Linked DNA regions of Mus musculus: region 1 is linked to region 2. A link is a contact called in public promoter capture Hi-C data. All regions are on one chromosome and are shown on one strand. Each heading gives the region's core, a stretch centred on a gene start, on an enhancer-like site or on the middle of the called end of the contact. The rest is flanking DNA. Distances are from core to core; before and after follow the strand shown. Region 1 holds the start of BC065403 (cDNA sequence BC065403). Region 2 holds the start of Ccnb2 (cyclin B2).

Region 1 (6,258 bases), core at 3,641-6,140, 2.0 Mb before region 2:
GAAGAAGAAGAGGAAGAGGAAGAGGAAGAGGAAGAGGAAGAGGAAGAAGAGGAAGAAGAGGAAGAAGAGGAAGAAGAGGAAGAAGAGGAAGAAGAGGAAGAAGAGGGAGAAGAGGGAGAAGAGGAAGAAGAGGAAGAAGAGGAAGAAGAGGAAGAAGAGGAAGAAGAAGACCTGCACCTGCAGTGTTGGGGCTTGCAACACTGAGTGCACATTGGAATCAACACTGAAGACTGGCTCTGCATCTGTCTTCGGAGGTTATGAATTAATGCATTTGGGTTTAGATTGAATGTTAGGACTTTAACTCTCAATAATCCTAACCTCCACCAACAACACGGTCTCGTGTGACCCAGGCTGGTCTTAGACTTGCTACATAACAGAGAATACACTCGAGCTTCTGGTGCTCCTGCCTGTACCTCCTGCTGCTAGGCCACCACACTTGGTTTGTGTCAGTCTGGGGATGGACCCCAGGGCTTCATGGATGCTAGGCAAGCACTCTGCCAACTAAGCCAACTAAGCCATATTCCAGGCCCAGTAATTCTAATGTCAATGTTCTTCAGTGAAGTTGAGCTGAAAGACCATTGATCTATAGATGGGAGACGAAACTGGAATGGTTAAAACGAACACAATCATTGAAGAAACAGAAAGAAAAGCAGTACAGCTGTGCCCTGGAGGCTTTGAGAGCGGTGTGGTCCGTGGATAGAATGGTAAATGATACCAGATGCCGAGGAGAAGCTAAACACAATGAGGAGAAGAGGTCTGGGGACACAGATATGACAATAGCGGTGAGAGTCCTACTTGGCCCAGGTTGCACTGTAGACACTGAGGACACTGACTTTTATGGCCCCTCTACCTCAGTTCACGATCGCCGGAGCCCCAACTTGGTTTTAGTCTCTCTGGCCGCTTTTAGTCCAAGGGCTTGAATATCCAGGTATTCCTCAAATAACTCTGCCTCAACAACTTACTAGAAAACTCAGGCAACAGGTATTTCTCAGACTCATCCATTGCAGTCAACTAGCTCATATTACAAGCTGCTATTGGGCAGCAGGTGCACGGGGCTGGAGAGATGGCTCAGCAGTTAAGAGAGCATAGAGTTCTTGCGGAGGACCTGAGTTACATTCTCAGAGCCCATGACCAGGCAGCTCACAACTGTTTGAAGCTCTGGTGTTAGTGTACCTGGTGCCCTCTTTTGACTTTCATGGGCACCTGCACACAAGTGCACATAACACACATATTAATAAAAGTATAGTAACTTTAAAAAATAGATGCACCTTTTTGTTCCTACATAATTTCCAGTTCACTGAGGCAGAATGTAACAACCAGAAGGCAGTGAACTTGGCTCCACACTTGTTTCCACGAAACTGGCTCGGGCCTTGACCCTTACATCCTCAATCTTCCCCTTAGATCCCCTCTGGCCTGCCTAAATAATATAGCTAAACAACCATTGACAAGCTCCTCGTTCTGCACTACAGCTCTGTTTACATCATTTGGGTTTTTTTTTTTCTGAAGAAACATTAAGTGGGCACCTATAAGGCACAAAAAAATATTTAAAGCCTTCCTATGATGCAAGTTAATTCCTATTTAAAACATCTTAACTATAATCAGAGATAACCTTAGAACACACCTAGATCACACACAGGTCCACTTGTTATGGCTCTCTTTGCAGGTAAACAGAAAGCTAAATAAATGCACATCTGCCTTAAACTCTAGCACAAAATAATGGGTATTTCTTTTCCCTTTTTTTTTTTCTTTTTTCTTGATTGGAGATAGGATCGAATATAGCTCAGGCTGGCCTTGAACTTGCTTTCTAGCCAACACTAGCCTTGAGTTCCTGATCTTCCTGCCTTCCACCTCCCAAGTAGTAAGATTACAGACATGTAGCATCACTCCTCACTCCATTAACAGAGTCTCCACTTGGACCTGATGATCTAACTCAAGGCCTTGCACATAGTAGGCAAGTGATGTAGCAGTCCAGATACTGAGCATGCTCCACACATCTTCCTAAAGCTGGCCTAGGCTTCTGCTTAGGAGAATGGGGACTTCCTGGCTGGCATCCAAGGCCTCCTGCACTTCAACCCTAACCTGTCTTAGCCACAACTTCTAGAACTCCTCCCTTCAAAACCCTTCCCTGAAAATACTTCAGGGCACCACACTTCCTCCCTGCTCCCACATAATCCTCCACATCTTGCAAGGTCAAGCTTTCATGTCACCAGCTCCATGAGACCAGCCAGGTCCTCTGAGTTGATGTCACCCCTCTCACCAGAGGGGCCCAGGCTTTATTTTCATCTTCCGTGTGGCTTTTTGTCTTTGGTGGTTGTTGCTCATGTCCTCTTTTTCATGCCTCACCCCACCAACGAAAGGTTGGTGAGACCTGGGCCAGTCTACAGATGTCTGTGCCTCCTCTAATGCGGTGTCTTTAAATTTCACTGGCTACTCGCACAGGCTTAACACAGCAGCAACTCTGCACTGCTGTGGGCTTCCTACCTTGTGAATGGTGGTCACCACATCACAACTTCTGCTAACTCTAGTCTTTTGGATCCTAAACTCAAAGTGCTAGATACATACTGCAAGCCTTGTATTGTGTGTTCTTATTTTGAAGCTATAGTTGTGATGGGAGACGGAGGGGGGTAGGGGGAGGCAGAAAATAGAAACAGTCAAATGGAATAAGAGACATCAATTGAAGATAACAGAAGCTTGAACAGTTGCTGTGGATAAAGCAATGCATAAGAGTCACTTGGGGTGTTAAAAGGAAGCCGCAGCTGAAGTGGGCTGTGAATCCTCCATTCAATAGTGTATAGATTTTGAATACTTCAATTCTGTGGAAAAAAGGTTGAGCCAAGGACACTAGAGGGAGCCAGGGCATGCAAGCTGGAGACAAGGCTCCCAGCTCAGCAAGCCTCAGGTTCACTGTCCCCCAAACATTTACTTGGATTGGCTAGGAAAACCTTCACTATACATTCAAAAGCTTGCTATTTGGGTCTCATCTCTCTTTTCACTGTCATGGCCAGGTAACATGAATAAAGAACATTTGGGAGACGAGGAAAGTTGAAGTGGACAGATCTTGACATATTGTGCCATATTAAACAATGGGAAATTATACTTCTGCTAAAGCACTTGACTATTATTTTTCCAAGTGTATAAAGGTAGATTGGTCCTAAGGTTTGAGACGTAAAAATAAGAGCTAGCGTGATACTGGGACCCACAAGTCCATCGTCTTAAACTGGGTGGTGGTCCCACATGGGGGTAAGCGAATGTGGGGCTGAGACGGTCTGGACAACAATGAAAGGTTTCTACATGAATCATAAACAATTAACTCCCAACTAAGCATGCAACGCATCAGTGTGTCTGTATAAGTACTTGTCTTTGTTGCTTCATGTGACTTCATTATAGCCTCCGATCTGAACATACCATGCCAGTCTGTATGTACCAGGTGAACTGTGACACCACACAGCACCCATGGTCACTGCCTGAATCACCCCAGCTCAGGCCAGAGCTACTGTATGTTGGATTTTGTATTTTTTCTGTACATACAAGGTCTTCAATTCTCATAGAGACATATAGAAGACATATATAGAGACATATACAGATTATATAAAACAAAGACATTTAATATTTTTGTCCAATCATTCTTTTTTTAAGATTTATTTATTTTATGTATGTGAGTGCACTGTAGCTGTACAGATGGTTGTGAGCCTTCATGTGGTTGTTGGGAATTGAATTTAGGACCTCTGCTCAGTCTGGTTGGCTCCGCTCGCTCCAGTCCAAAGATTTATTTGTTATTATACATAAGTACACTGTAGCTGTCTTCAGACACACCAGAAGAGGGCGTCAGATCTCTTTACAGGTGGTTGTGAGCCACCATGTGGTTGGTGGGATTTGAACTCAGGACCTTTGGAAGAGCAGTCAGTGCTCTAACCGGCTGAGCCATCTCGCCAGCTCTCTCGTTTCATCATTCTTTACTATGTGAGCATCAAATTAGCATATTGTTGGATTGAATTGTGTTGGAATGCTTGATCTTGAATCCAGTTGTTATTGACTACCGGCTTGAATTTCATAAAAGAAACCAATAAAGAAATTTTAGCTTCAACAACTTCTGAAATGACTCTAATGACACTCCTAACATTTTGTGCTATATATGTTTATGAAAAGTGGTATTCTCAGCTCTTGACAATGATAAAATCAAAGTATCCATGTCACAGAGCAACCAAACCCTTCATGACTGAGTTCAGATGCCACTGTTGCCATAAAAATCAACCAAGTCCCTCAACTGACCTGCGACTTCCCCCACCTGAACTCTCTCTGGCCGCTCCCTTGAGGGTTCTTCCTTTGGGGACCTCAACATGTCCTCTTTGTCAATGCTCAAAGAAAGGCCTGATACCTCACCTCTCAGAAGTCTTCGTCTCCCAGCAGCACCCAGAAGAGAAACTTCACTCAGTACACTCCCCTAGTCCCCTAATAGAAGGAACTGCATAACCATTTCCACAAACTCTTGGTTCTAGCCCCTAACTTAACAATTCAATTTTAAGATGGAAAAGAATAAAGTGCTAAATAATACATCCTAAGAAAAGCCAAGAAACAGGATCAAAGTAAGAGGTACAAGGGAAAAGCCACTGCCCAGAGATGGAGTAGAGAGCTGAGCTTTTGAGCGTGGGAGGCTCTGCAGAGGCTGCAACCCCACCCCAACCCCACAGCGGCTGGGGCAGCTTTTTCTCTGCTGAGCTGTCAATCCACTTCACTAATGCTCTTACCACTGAGAAACTGAACGGTGGCCGGAAGCCCAGAGTAGCCCTTTGGGTGGGGTAGTAAATCCTCCAATAGGACTTCTAGTAGTTACTGGAAGGGTCCAGACTTCAAGACCTTTCTTGCTTTCTCATGTTGAAATCTTGAGGATGCTGGGATAGTCTGACGTGTGGTCAGAGCTATGAGGAAGTAACTAACACAGACAGTATCTTTGTCTGCAGTTCCTAGCGGGGTAGCACATCATTCAGGAGACAGCTTCTAGATGATACTGAATCCCAAGAGAGGGGCCTGGCAGATGAATGACATCAGCTAAGGCAACCTGAAGGGCCTCGTGCCACACAACGATAACAGTAAGTACCCTCTATCTCACTTCAGACAGTCTGAAAGGCAGGCTTTTGGAAAAGCATCATCCCCATTGAGAGGATGGCCCTGCCTGACAAATTCTGCTGTGAGGGTGTGGGAGGGGCGCCTTTATGTCTTCTATTTCCCTTAAGAAGTTCAGTCACGTTCAGTCACATGCCTGGCTCGCAGTCTGTTTATCAGGATCAAGCACGCTCTCTGGAGAGCGCAGACAGCAGGATGGGCCGAGCTCGGATGACAGTCTGCCCTGTGGAGATTGACTTTAATGAAGCAAGAATAAACAGGAAGATTAAGTACAAGCAGAAACCAGTGACAAGTTCTGAGCTCACCTCTCTGCTGGAATTGAAGGGCTCTCTGCCGCTGAGCGAGTCTCTGTTAGAGAGAAAGAGGCATCATCTGTTTGGTCGCTAATGATCCTGTTATCCACATCGGGCCCCAGTGTGCGCAAAGAAAAGTTTTCTCTCGATTTAGAGAGCAACTTCTGTATGTTTTATTTATATCTACTCACAAAACAAATTGTTTTCTAAGATTGGAAAAGTTAAGATTGATAAGGGTTGAGAAAATATTTAATAAACTGAAAAATGACATCCTTTTAGGGATTAAGGATTGCTAGTATTACTCTGCTATCTGCACCGAGCATTCACACCTACTCGGGTGTTTGTGGCATAAACGTGGCTAGTTCTGCGGGGAGATCTTACAGAAGGATGACTGTCCTGGAATAAACAGACCAACCAGCTAGTCTTCTTTATAAAGCCACTTCTTAGGGCTTTCTAAACGGATCCTAATACCCGACTGTTTTGGTTCCTCATTTCGTGTATGATTTTTGAAAAGTAACTTTTTAAAAACCTGTTTTGCAAAACAGCCAGTAAGCAAGTCCAGGATTCCCATCGGCCCTCTGGAGATGCCATTTCATTCATATCCTGAGTACCGAGTATTTTCTTTCTTTTTTTCCCCCCCACTATTGTGTTTCTTTTGGAAAAAAAATAGATCTTATTAAAACTGGAATGAAGTCTGAATTAGCTGTAGCACATTCTGCAGTACTTAATTCAACTGGGAGTTGCTTCGTGACTGAGTGTATGTAAATGTGTGTGCCTGAGACCACTGAGGACGCCACAATGTAGCTGACAGTCTTTAACACCTGTACCAGTAGGTGGCGCTCCG
Region 2 (6,302 bases), core at 3,634-6,133:
TGCTGTATATTTACAATATGGAATTCTGAGTTAAGTACCGCCCTTCATACTGGGAACAGAATGTATGTAACCCATGTCAATCAGATGCAGGTGGTACCCACACGACCAGAGTGATCAATAGGAATTTTCTTGGTGTTCCTTTCTTCCAGCACAGTGCAAGATAGAGTTGCTGTTGATGCCATATGTTTAGACTGCTGTTCTGACCCTATTTATCTTTCTCTCTGCCATTTGGAACTTTATTCCCTAACCCAGGTTTTGCTGCTGTGAAACAGCGTTGATGAACACTAAATATTAATCTGAGATAGCTGGATTGTATATACTTGCAGATTTAAAAATATAGGGAAATTGAAAAAGACATGTAGAATTTTGTTAGGTCTTCTGCTAAGCACGAATAAGATATCTGCTTACATTAATTTTTATAAAGTCATTCAGTCAGAATTTAGGATTCAGTCATTGGCAGGTATCTATGCATTCGTAGAACTTCTAAGGGTCCCAGGATCACTTTTAAGGGATTTTTTTTTTATAGTTTAAATAAAGTCAGCTGAATCTACATGTCTCTTGTTTTATTTCTCTCTAAACTTGAAAACAGTAAATCTGCAGATACTGTGAGGCACAGATTATATTGTCAAGCTACTGTTGCTATGGTTATAGACACCCACTTCAGACATTACCAAGAGTCGATCACTGACTTAAAAATTTTAATTTCTATAGTTAAGATTTACAACATAATATAGAGTGAAAGTTAACATACTAACATTTCTCCTTTGGAGGAAGTTTTAATCCACTTCAGGATGCATATTAGCAAGATACTTTCATATACAGGATAGCCTAATTTTATTTGTTTAAATATGCTTAATATGCCCAAGATTGCAAATGCATCCAGTCAGTAATACCACTGTCTGTATGTGGAAGACATGTTCCCATGGATCATATGTGAAGATGTCAATAAGCTTGCATTAAGCCACCTGCTTTGTAAGTGGATTGATTAATAAATAACTTATATTTCTATTGTCTTTGTGTTTCATAATTAGTGTTTATAAAATGGTTTACATTGGACACTTTGGAGTTCAAATAATATCCACCTGATTGATATTTGCATATTCTGGTGCTTATATTCATTCAGTTTTGCCTTTTATATTAGTAAATATTATGGTACATTAATTTCATTATCAACATGGTATGGATGCAGATGGAGGGTGGATATAGTTAAAAGTATACTTGTGCGCTAGCCTGATATTAAGACATTTCTAAACTACAGGGGTTCTGAGATCCTTGCCCAACACTTCAAAAAGGTACCTTTGGGCAAAGGTACCTTTGGTTACCAGTCTACATTATAGAAGATCAGGAAAGAGTAGATGGGCAGTGTCTGCTGTCTCCCTGGGGAAAAGCCACCAAGAAAACTGTGATGCATACAGGACTGCCTGCCGTTAGAGCCTGAGTCTGTCCAAGAGGTTGAGAATAAAAGGTGAAAGCTAGGGTTGTGTGTGGAGAGATGACTCAGTGGCTTGAGTTCAATTCTCAGCACCTGTATCAGATAGTTTCCAAGCTCCAGAAGGATCTGACACCTCTGGCCTCTGTGGGTACCTGCACTTATGTATCCATAACCCCCTACCTTGCCCCCAGCACACGCACATACATATGTTTTTAAAGATGAAGAGAGTTCCATGCTATGAGGTCCTACTGGTGTTTTTTCAGAATATACGAATTCTCTCACATACGAGGTTTAGATAATAAGCCCTTGACCTATTTTATAATTGGTATTGCTTTATATATGTTTGTTTTACTCTTATTTTTGTGAGATAGGGTCTCATGATGTAAGCCCTGGCTTTGAATTCATTATGTAGACTAGGCTGGCCTCAATTTCAGAAGAGCTACACCTGCCCTCTGCCTCTCAAGTGCTGGAGTTTCCTACTACACCACCCACAAAGACACACAGTACTAAAAATAAATCTTAAAAAGAGAATATAAATTATTGCTTTAATTCCTAAAAGTTTGGCCTTTCAAAGCAACTGCAGTATCATGAGGTGCTGCTAGCATTTCTGCTGCAACTTTGTTCAAGCAACTAGTCACTAAATGGGCATTTTCAAGAGCTTTAGCTTCCTTCTGTCCTGTAGTCAGATTCTACTCCGTGTGTGTTTTGCTTCTCACTTTATAATCACAGCAGCAGTATGTATAGACAAGTCAGTATGTATGTCAGTCGCTGCTAGATGGTGAGAATTTATGCCCTGTATTCTAAAGTTACATTTTGTGTGGGTGGTGATGTATGTGCATATAGAGGCTGTAAGTCACCATTGTGCACCCTTCTCCATTGCTCCCTGTTTGCCAGGGACATGCCAGTTTGTCTGCCTAGTGTTTTAAAAGTAGGTTTCTTGCCAAGACGTTGCTTTGGACATACTGTCTTTGTAGGTAAACATTCTCTCTGACTGGAGTCAGAACTCTTCAAGATTCCCTGTTGCATCTGATTCATGCTTCCATATTGTATAAACATACCCTTCAAGACTCTATCAAATGGCAAAACATCTGGAGATGGTAAATGCACTCCACTTTTCCATTGAAAGCATGTACCAAGACACCATTGAGAATTCAGATTGTTAAAGGGATCACATATCCCAACCACTATAGTATTTTGTGGCCCCATGAGAAGACAAAAACATACTAACCAGCAATGAAAGACTTACTGTAGGTCACAGAAGTGCCCTCAATGTGTCAGTGTTTTGTGACAACCACCACAAAACTTGGTTTCAAGTACTTTTATTTGCTCACAGATGCTCAATTTGGGTAATGCTAATGGAATCTAGCTCATCTTTCACTGTGGTCTTCCTGTGGCTACATTCAGCTTGGGAGTGCTACTGGAATAGTCTGTCTAGCATGCTTGATTTAGACGTCTGACACTTTCAATTGCATGGTGAGAACAGCTGATGGTTCACTGGGTCTTTTCACTGTCATCTATTTAGCAAGGGATAGCTAGACTTTACACAGTGGGTCAGTGATCCAGGGACTGCTAGGCCACCTTAGAGACTATCAAGGGTAGCTAAAATGAGTGGGCATGGAAGAAGAATCCCAAACCAATACAATTTGGCCATTTTAGATTCAGCACAGGGGCTAGCCATGCAGCTCATGGTAGACTCCCTTGGCCTCAGGAAGCCCTGGGTTCTGACAGTGCAATATACTAGTTGTAGTGCAGCTTGTAATCCCACTCAGGAGGTAGAGGCAGGAGGATTAGAAATTCAAGGTCGGGCTGGAGAGATGGCTCAGGGGTTAAGAGCACTGATTCCTTTTCCAGAGGTCCTCAGTTCAATTCCCAGCAACCACCTGGTGGCTTACAATCATTTGTAATGGAATCTAATGTCTGTCTGGTGTGTCTGATGACAGTACTCATATTACATAAAATAAATAAATCTTTTTTTAAAGTATTAAAAAAAAATTCAAGGTCATCCTCAACTACATAGAAAGCTGTAAACCGGCCTAGAACACATGCGACCATGTTGTGAAGTCCATTCACCACAGTAACCTGAAGTACAGCCAATGGCTTTGTTAAAGTTAAAGTTCAGTTAGAGAATAGGTCTGAGTTGCCAAATTGGTGCTGAAATCATGAGTTTAAGAGGTCCTCCTGCCATTTCTGAGTTCAAGGCCAGCCTGGTCTACAGAGTGAGTTCCAGGACTGCCAGGGCTATACAAAGAAACCCTGTCTCAGGAAAAAAAAAAATCCTCCTGCCTTAGCCTCCCAAGTAACTGGAATTATTACAAGCATGTGCTAATAGTACAAACTGCAGAGCACATTTTCTTCCCCAATCCAAACCAAAGCTTCCCAAGAAAGAGAAAGCTATGCGTAACCTCTGTGATTGTAAGGATGATGGACCAAGAGTCAGCAGCCACAGAACTTTCATTTCCTTTAGCAGGTACTTGAGAGAACTTAATGGGATATAAATAGTTATTTCTGCTCCTTTGGTTTCCAATATCCATGTGTAATTTAGGTCGAGGGGTAGTACTGCCACCTTGTCTTTTCAGGTGGGAGTGTTGGACAACACTGGTTCTTCCTTTAGACTCAGATTGGAAATGTCAGATTTGGGCGAAGGGGGAGGGAGCATTTATTATTTCCCAATAGAAGGGACTTGAACAAGACTGATGGGGTAGCCTGATCTCAAGTCGTTCTGCTGGCACTGCACCATTTTCTGTGTTGTTACCTAGTCTTTTCCCCAGGGTAATATTCTGGTTTTGTTTTTTGTTTTTGTTTTTGTTTTCTGTCTTGTCTCTCACTGTTCACAACTTGGGATACTCATTATTTTTCTTTTGAAATCTTGTGCACATCACACCGTCATTTGACAAATAGTTTCTGAGTTCTACTGTATTGTGCTGGAAGTCACACAAATCACGTCTAGTTTGAATTATGACTCTGCTGGGGATCTGTTTTAGGAAGACCACATACAGTACACATCCGAGTCACAATCATCTTGTAGCCCTGAACGACCTGGAGACGATGGCTTCATTTGCCAGACCATTCCAATCCAAATTCCCAGGTAGACGTTTCCGGAAGAGGAAGTAAGGTCAGAAGTAGCATTTCCAGGAAGTTCTCTGGAACCCACTTCTACCTAACCCAGAACAAACTTTTAAAGACATATGTCCTTAGGTGATGGCTCCCCACTCCTACCCCTAAAATTAAGACAATCTTTTCCAGTAGGAGGAAAAATTATTTTATTTAATATCAGGGACTAGAATTTGAAAATAAGACTGTAGACAAGGAAACAACAAAGCCTGGTGGCCTCGCTGGTTGCTATGACAAGCAAATACAAGCCAGCCAATCAACGTGCAGAAAGGCCTTCCAGTCTAGCCAATGGGTTGCGCGCGCCCTGCGTGCGTCTACCCAATAGTGCGTCAGCGGCGCGGTATTTGAATCGCGGACCGGGCGGTGGACGCGGAGCGGCGGGGCCCTGACCCTCCCAACGGTGTCGCAGACCGGAGTGGCTGTGCCTCGTCCGCACTTGCCAGGGCGGCCCTCATGGCGCTGCTCCGACGCCCGACGGTGAGTGCGCCGGGGCTACGGTGCCCTGTCCTGCCGGGTAGCCCGGGAGGCTGCCGGAGAGGCCCTGGCAGAGCTAAAGCGGTCCAGAGGCCCGGCCTGGGGTCTTCATTCCTGTTACCACTCAGGGCTGTGCTGCGCTGGGGATGAGGACCGGGAGGAACCGGGAAGCCGCCCAGTGCCATTTCTCTACTTTTCACATTTTTCAGTTTGCTTCGTGTGAGCTTCCCATTCGCGTCTTCATACTGCCTTCCTGGCCAAGGTCATTAAAGTGTGGTTTTGTCCTCTTAAAAAAAAAAAAAAACAGAAATAACAAAATGAAAACAAATACCCACCTAAGTGCTGGGCGGTGGTGGTGCACGCCTTTAATCCCAGCACTTGGGAGGCAGAGGCAGGCGGATTTCTGAGTTCGAGGCCAGCCTGGTCTACAGAGTGAGTTCCAGGACAGCCAGGGCTATTCAAAGAAACCCTGTCTCGAAAAAAGCAAAAAACAAAAAACAAAAACACCCAAGTGTAAGAGGAAACGTACAAAACTTGGATCCTAGGATGGCAGACAGTTGGGCAAAAGGCCAAATTCCTTTAATTACCTTTTTGAGAATGAAAGTATTACTGACTTTTAGGCTTTAATTGTACTAGGGTCGGTCTACTTTAGTTGAAAACAAGAGGGCCCCCGACACAGCTGCTGCCATTGTCCTGGCTAGTTAAAAGCCTCCAATTCCTCTTCCCAGTGAATTCAGGGGTACCCCTCATTACCAGGCTTTAACTCATAAGAAATTGAACTTTCAAACTCATTTTGAATTTAGCCGTGGGAAGCTAGCAGTAAAGACCGAACAGCTTAGATTTGGGGATCAGAATCCTAAACAATGAGGAACATACAGTCAGGGTTCATGTCTTGTAGCTCTAACTGCCACTAACAAGTTAATTTTTGTCTAATTTGTTCTTTCAAATTATTTAACAGTTAAAGTCTTGTGTAGGGATGGGGTACAGTTTATCTGGTCTATCCTACACAGGTCATCTTAAAAAAAAACAAAAAAACCCCAACCTTTGGAGAGGTTTTTTTGTTTGTTTTGTAGGATTAGTTCCCCCCCTCCCCCAACACTCAGAAAGTTAAATATTTTTTTCTCATGGAATACTTGTTATTGTACCACACTGTAAACTTTGGGGTATGAATAGCAAGCCTTGTTTCTTAACTGTATTCAAGATGAAGGCAATTAATTTCAAGTAACACTATTTTTTTTTTTTTTCGTTTTCATTCAAGTCTGACTCTCCCAATACTTGAGAGGTA

The links. Promoter capture Hi-C pulls out the DNA fragments that hold promoters and counts their contacts.
Region 1: a contact with region 2 is called in a promoter capture Hi-C map of erythroid cells, with 28 times the contacts expected there. The contact joins the promoter of BC065403 here to the promoter of Ccnb2 in region 2. A contact is called at or near these places in 1 of 39 promoter capture datasets (erythroid cells) and 1 of 9 other capture datasets (liver).

What each region holds. Positions count from the first base shown.
Region 1 is chr9:72,408,499-72,414,756 of GRCm38.p6, reverse strand. It overlaps BC065403 (cDNA sequence BC065403), which reads left to right and starts at 4,890. Exons shown (of 2, transcript NR_152222.1): 1 at 4,890-5,087; 2 at 5,269-6,113. It overlaps Gm27230 (a long non-coding RNA gene), which reads right to left. Exons shown (of 8, transcript XR_003948355.1): 6 at 5,427-5,469; 7 at 4,746-5,344; 8 at 3,862-4,040.
Region 2 is chr9:70,420,135-70,426,436 of GRCm38.p6, reverse strand. It overlaps Ccnb2 (cyclin B2), which reads left to right and starts at 4,883. Exons shown (of 9, transcript NM_007630.2): 1 at 4,883-5,020. The coding sequence starts at 4,997. Rnf111 (ring finger 111) reads left to right here. Exons shown (of 15, transcript NM_033604.3): 15 at 1-1,013.